Linked DNA regions of Mus musculus: region 2 is linked to region 1. Evidence: chromatin contacts called from public promoter capture Hi-C data. All regions are on one chromosome and are shown on one strand. Each heading gives the region's core, a stretch centred on a gene start, on an enhancer-like site or on the middle of the called end of the contact. The rest is flanking DNA. Distances are from core to core; before and after follow the strand shown. Region 1 holds the start of Smyd2 (SET and MYND domain containing 2). Region 2 overlaps Rps6kc1 (ribosomal protein S6 kinase polypeptide 1).

Region 1 (2,700 bases), core at 37-2,536:
GGGACCAGTTGCAGCAGCCTTTTTAACTTTGGGAAAACCCAATGCTCACTTCACTCAAACGTCGCAAAGTGGTGCCATGACCCTTTAGCTCTTGGCTCGCCAATTCAAAGAGGCACATCACATACAGCCCTTCCGCTGCCCACGGCACGCTTCTGCGTCTAGTTCCTTTCCAGGTCCCCCCCAGCGGAAGACAGTTCTGGCAGGGAGTCCGGCCGAGATTACTCTAATATGCAACCTTTGTCCATTCTTTTGTTGTCTTATTGTAGAACGAGGCGCACGAGTCTGGGAGGCTGAGAGCTTCGTGGAGTGCAGGACTGGGGGCAGCCCGCAAGAGGTACCTGCAGAACCCCAGGTTAGCTTAATCTAGCCCACCATCTCCACTTCAAAGGTGATGACACTGACCTTCAAAGCAAGTCAGGCAGGGTTCCTTCCTCAGGCATCCACAGATGGCCTGGGACAGGCTCAACTCCAAAGCCAGACCCCCTACCTCAGCAAACTTAGGAAGCAAGGAAGTGGGTGGGCGGGACGTGTCAGTCCTGACAGGCCAGGCTCCAGCCCCTAATTAGTGCCTTGTGTATACACAGCTACCCTTCCTCTCTGGGCTTTAGTGTCCCAACAGTAAAATGATCTCTTCTCGGCCTTTAAGATAAAGTGTGTCTGTAAAATGAAGACACAGGGTGGGATGGGGGAATCCCAACGCACCTTCCTGATCCGCAACTACCTTAAGGCTTAGCATGTGGCCGTGGATACAGCATCTACACACTCAGGACATGTATGAAGTAGTACAATCAAATATTCTCCCAACAAACTGTGTCCCCTCATCCCAATCCACGGAGCCCAGTCTCATAGGCGTGTCTGTTCCATAGCTTCCCTCCTCCAGAATGACCGGAAGCGTCCCTGGCTGATCGGGTCATCACTCCCTAGGGGGTGGGGGAGCCGCCCATCTCAGGACAGCTCGGGAGGCCTCGGGACCACAGAGAACCTAAGCTAGAACGGACACGCGTGGGGCGGCGCAGGTCCGGCTGCGGGGCAGGCCGTGGCTCAGCGGACGCGGCGCACGTGGCTCCGCGTGGCCCCTCCCGCCCGCACGGTCCCCGCGTACCTGGCGAAGCAGCACTCGCAGTGGTGGCCCCGCTCGCCCACGGTGAGCACGCAGGCGTAGGCCGGGCAGGAGAAGAGGAGGTCGCCCACGTGGAAGGGCCGCAGCGCGCGGAGCCCCCGGCCCTTGCCCGCACTGCAGAAGCGCTCCAGGCCGCCGCGGGCCTCGGCGCGCATGCTGGCGGCGCTGCGGCTGCGCGCTGCGGGGCACGCGCGTCACGGGAGGGAGGGAGGGAGCGAAGGCAGGTCTGCCGCGGCCGCCGGCCTTCAAGGAACTCGGCGCTCTGCTCGGGGCGGGTGCTGTGCCCTGGCCGCGCCCCGGAGCGCGGGGCGGGAGGGCGGTGCGCAGGGCGCGCGCACGGGAGTCCGCCTGCACCCGCCAGGCTGCGCTGCCCGGTGAGGAAGGCTGGAGTCCCAAGCCACCCAGGCCACCACCCGCTGTGCCCGCAGACAGCGTCCCCACTAAGATCCCGGGTGGTGGAGCAGGGAATGAATGAGTGTGGTTTGCAGTTGAGCTGTGCGTGCTAAAAAACACAGTTCTCACCTCCCAGGGAACTTAGAGAGAGTTCATTCTGGAGCCAATAGGAGGGGTCATGGCCAGGTTTGGGTTACCCCAAAGTCTACGTTCCAACGTTGTAACAATTTGATTAAAAAAAATTCCATAATAACAGAAAAAGAAAGTCATAAATCAAGACGTCAAAAATATGTCGGTGGGACCCCCCAGGTAGGCTGGCTGCAGAAGGGAGGGAACCTCAGCTACAGGCCTCAGATGCAATCTGACTGCACTCTCAATGTATGGCTTGATTATGTTCCAGGCGGTTTTACCTGTTATTCACGAGCTGGTAGGTTAGACACAGGATAGGCAACGGGTAGCTATTAAGGGAACTGGAGAGGGCCCAAGGAAAACTGCCAATAAGCTCCAGACATTGCAGCCTCTCCGCAAAGGTTGAAGTTCAAGTCGGTTAATTAGCTTTGCAGAAAGAGGGTCAGTGCCAGCTGCAGGTTTGTTTTTTTTTTCTCTCCAGCTTTCGTTCACAGGGCAAATCATAGAATGGGGGATTTGGAACCCGTGAATAAAATTTCTTTAGTGATAATATGAATAAGCCTTCCTCCAAGGAAAGGGCACCGTGGGTATGGGTTCTTTGGCCCATTTTTATTTTTTATTATTACCCTTTTTTTTTGTAAGTATGAGTGCATGTGTGCGAGCATACCCCTGTATGTGTGCTGGAAACATGTGTAGAGGTCAGAGGGCAACTTGCAGGAGTGGGTTCTCACCTTTTACCACATGGGGCCTGTGTCTGATTTGTCTGTCAGGTTTGGTGGTAGGTGCCTTTATACTCTGAACTATCTTGTAGGTCCATGTATCCATTTTAGTAACCATGGACATCACTGGACTATAAACTTGGACAAAGTGTAGGCCTGGATCCTTCAATTCCACGTAATAATAACCCTTCATTACTGGGTACCATTGAGCTAATGTGCTTATTTAACACATCTTGCTTACCTTAAAATAGGTGTAAGATTTGGGAAACCCTCTTCCATACCCTACTCACCTGTGACAAGCAACATTCTCAGGTAGGTTTGTGCCTAGAGCCCACTCTG
Region 2 (2,700 bases), core at 174-2,673, 860 kb after region 1:
CTTTTCCCAGGCCCTTTAACGACCTTTGGTATGGGGTGTGCAGATAATCACTTAGAATGTTCCCAGGGTTCTTTGTTTTCTTTGTTGCTGTAGAAACCACACAACTTAGTTTATCGCAATCTACTTCAGAATAGTACTAACGCAGTAACTGGCAAGAGTTTTCTTCCACCGTGGTCCAACTCTGTCCCTCTACTAATGCTAGGCAGAGTTACCCTTTGGTATCTATGGGGTCCTGGTTGTAGAGCCTGCATGAATATCAAGACCCATGGGGCTCAAGTCCCTGACAGTGTTTGCAGAAATGTATCGGCATGTCCTCCTATACACTCGAATCATCTCGGAGAACTTTAACTCACAACACAATGTAACCGATACGCACACAGGCCCTGCATGGCACTGTACTGAGAGAGGTGACAAGAAAATCATGCACATAGCTTTCCTTTTTTGAAGCATTGTCTCATACTATGACTCAGATTGGCCTGAAATGACTCAATATGTAGCCCAGGCTGGCCCTGAATTCATGGTAATCCTCCTATCTTGATATTCCACATGCTGAGCTGTGCTGTGTGAACTGCCAAGTCCAGATAGCATAGATTTTAGAATATATACATATTTGGTTTGTTGTTTGAATTTGTGGATGAAGAATGGACTTACACAAAGATATATACATATATGAGTGTGTGCATCTGTGTATGTGATAACAATGCTGTCTCATAATTATTACTACACATTCTGTATCTTTTATAAGAGGTGGGGAAGATGAATAGGAGAAATACATTTAGAGTTGGGTTTTTTTTTAACTTGTCTCTCACTGTACTCTGTTCACTGCATGCTCAGACCTAAGTCCACCACTCCCTCCACCCTGAGAGAGTCCCTAGCTCCTACATGTGCATCCCTGGCTGCCAGTTACTGAGTCATTCTTTTTCTGGTAGTGTCTTTATTTCACCTTTTATGAAAAACACTTTTTCTGAATCCTGGCTGAGTGCTATTCCCTTCCACAGCACGCATGCGCTTACAGTGCCCTCCATTCTTTGTTGGGCTGATGAAGAAACAAGCATTACTGCGCCCCACCCCCACCCCAGCCCCTGGGAACAGTTTTCAGTTTCTCTCTTCCTGGCTCCACATTTTCCCTCTCTTTCTGCCTTCCATCGATCTGCATCAGTGTGTCTGCCTGTGACTCTCGTTCTTCTCTGTGCAGTCTGCTAAGTTTCTTCCATGTTGCTCAGGAAGCCAGGAACATTTTCAGTTGCTATCGCTTCAAGTACTTCTGAGACTTTTCCCTGCTCTGTTTTCTTCTGGAGTCTTGCTTCAGGTACATCGGCACATTTGAAAGGAAAATATTGCCTCTCAGACCCCTCTGGCCCTGTCCACTGTTCTTCACAGATCTGGTCTGTTTCAGACTAGCCACTCCCACTGCCCAAGGCTCCGGAGTCTGTCTCGGATGTGACGCTGCATCCCCAGGGACTTCTTTCTTCCACTCAGTGAACTTCTCAAGCTAGGCCCCAACCTGCTCTCCCTTAAGCTTTCAGTTTGAAACCTACTTAGTTCACAGTTGACACCTTAGTTCTCTGACAATCTTCATAGTGACTTGTGAGTCTTGTTAAGTCCCACATCTGGGGTCACCTAAGACAACGTCCATCAATGGTGCTTTTCTCTGCATCCACTGTTGTGCTTCAGCTAGGTTTCATAACCCAATTTCCTCAAGTTTCTGCCCACAAACTATCATAGCTGTCAGTCTGTTTCTTTGTCTGGTAACCCACTTCAGCCAGCTTTGAAAGTCTGCTGATACACACACCTCACCACACACACACACACACACACACACACACACACACATACACTGCACTATCTGCAATGCACTTCTGACATCTCTGTTTGTTGGTTTTGATTTTAAGCTTAGCCTCCATGTCTCTATAGCTTGCCTGTCAACCAGTTAAGCTTCTGCCCACAGGCAGGAGACTGGCTGTATAACACAGGTTAACTTAGGAACTGACTGTAACTCTATGGAAACCTATCCTTCATTCCTTTCATAAAGAGAAAACAGAGACTCCAAGAAATCAGTAACTTGCTTAAGATTATCCAGGCATTAAGCTGCCAAGTGAGAATTTTAATTTAAGCACATCAACTCCAGAACCCATACCACACCCATAGCATAAAGAGCCTCCAAATGTGTAGCCACAAAGTCTGAGAACCCATTCTTTATCTTTGGTGTTACCAACCACAGAAGAGTGCCGCACACACACTTTTACACACCTAATCCTCTCACTCAGGTGGCAAAGACAGTAGGGCTACTCTAAGTTCAAAGTCGGCCTGGTCTTACAGTTTGAGGCTAGCCAGAGCTTCATGGTAAGGCCCTGTTTCAAAAGTAAACAAACAAACAAACAAACAAACAAAATACTAATAAATTTTTACTTGGAATTATTTTGCTAGCATTGTAAATCAACATAAAACTGTTAATTAAAGCTTTAATTGTTCAAAGAACATTTAGATTAGAAGCTTGTGAAGTGGGGGGTTTTAGATTGTTTTATTTAATATATATGATTGACTGTTTTGCCCGTATGTGTATGTATGTGCCCCATATTTAAGCCAGTTGTCCACAGAGGCCAGAAAAGGGTGTTAGATCCACTGGAATTGAAGTTATAGGTGGCTGTGAGCTGCCACATGGGTGCTGGGAACTGAACACGGGTCCTGTGAAAGAGCAGC

What was found. Promoter capture Hi-C pulls out the DNA fragments that hold promoters and counts their contacts.
Region 2: a contact with region 1 is called in a promoter capture Hi-C map of trophoblast stem cells, with 5 times the contacts expected there. The contact joins the enhancer-like site here to the promoter of Smyd2 in region 1. A contact is called at or near these places in 9 of 39 promoter capture datasets (the 3T3-L1 cell line, the C10 cell line, cranial neural crest and 5 more), 1 of 15 datasets of contacts at CTCF or cohesin (stem cell-derived epiblast-like cells) and 11 of 115 datasets of contacts at active chromatin or transcription factors (acute myeloid leukemia, bone marrow-derived macrophages, cardiomyocytes and 7 more).

Annotation. Positions count from the first base shown.
Region 1 is chr1:189,921,005-189,923,704 of GRCm38.p6, forward strand. It overlaps Smyd2 (SET and MYND domain containing 2), which reads right to left and starts at 1,287. Exons shown (of 12, transcript NM_026796.2): 1 at 1,103-1,287. The coding sequence starts at 1,275.
Region 2 is chr1:190,776,413-190,779,112 of GRCm38.p6, forward strand. The region is part of intron 14 of Rps6kc1 (ribosomal protein S6 kinase polypeptide 1); the gene reads right to left. Among named protein-coding and RNA genes, the nearest start is that of Gm39738, 17 kb to the left of the region's middle. Within about 2 kb of position 1,424, at least 12 of the 459 cell types and tissues checked have an H3K27ac peak or open chromatin away from gene starts, as enhancers often do. A contact at or near this core is called in trophoblast stem cells, where this site is marked.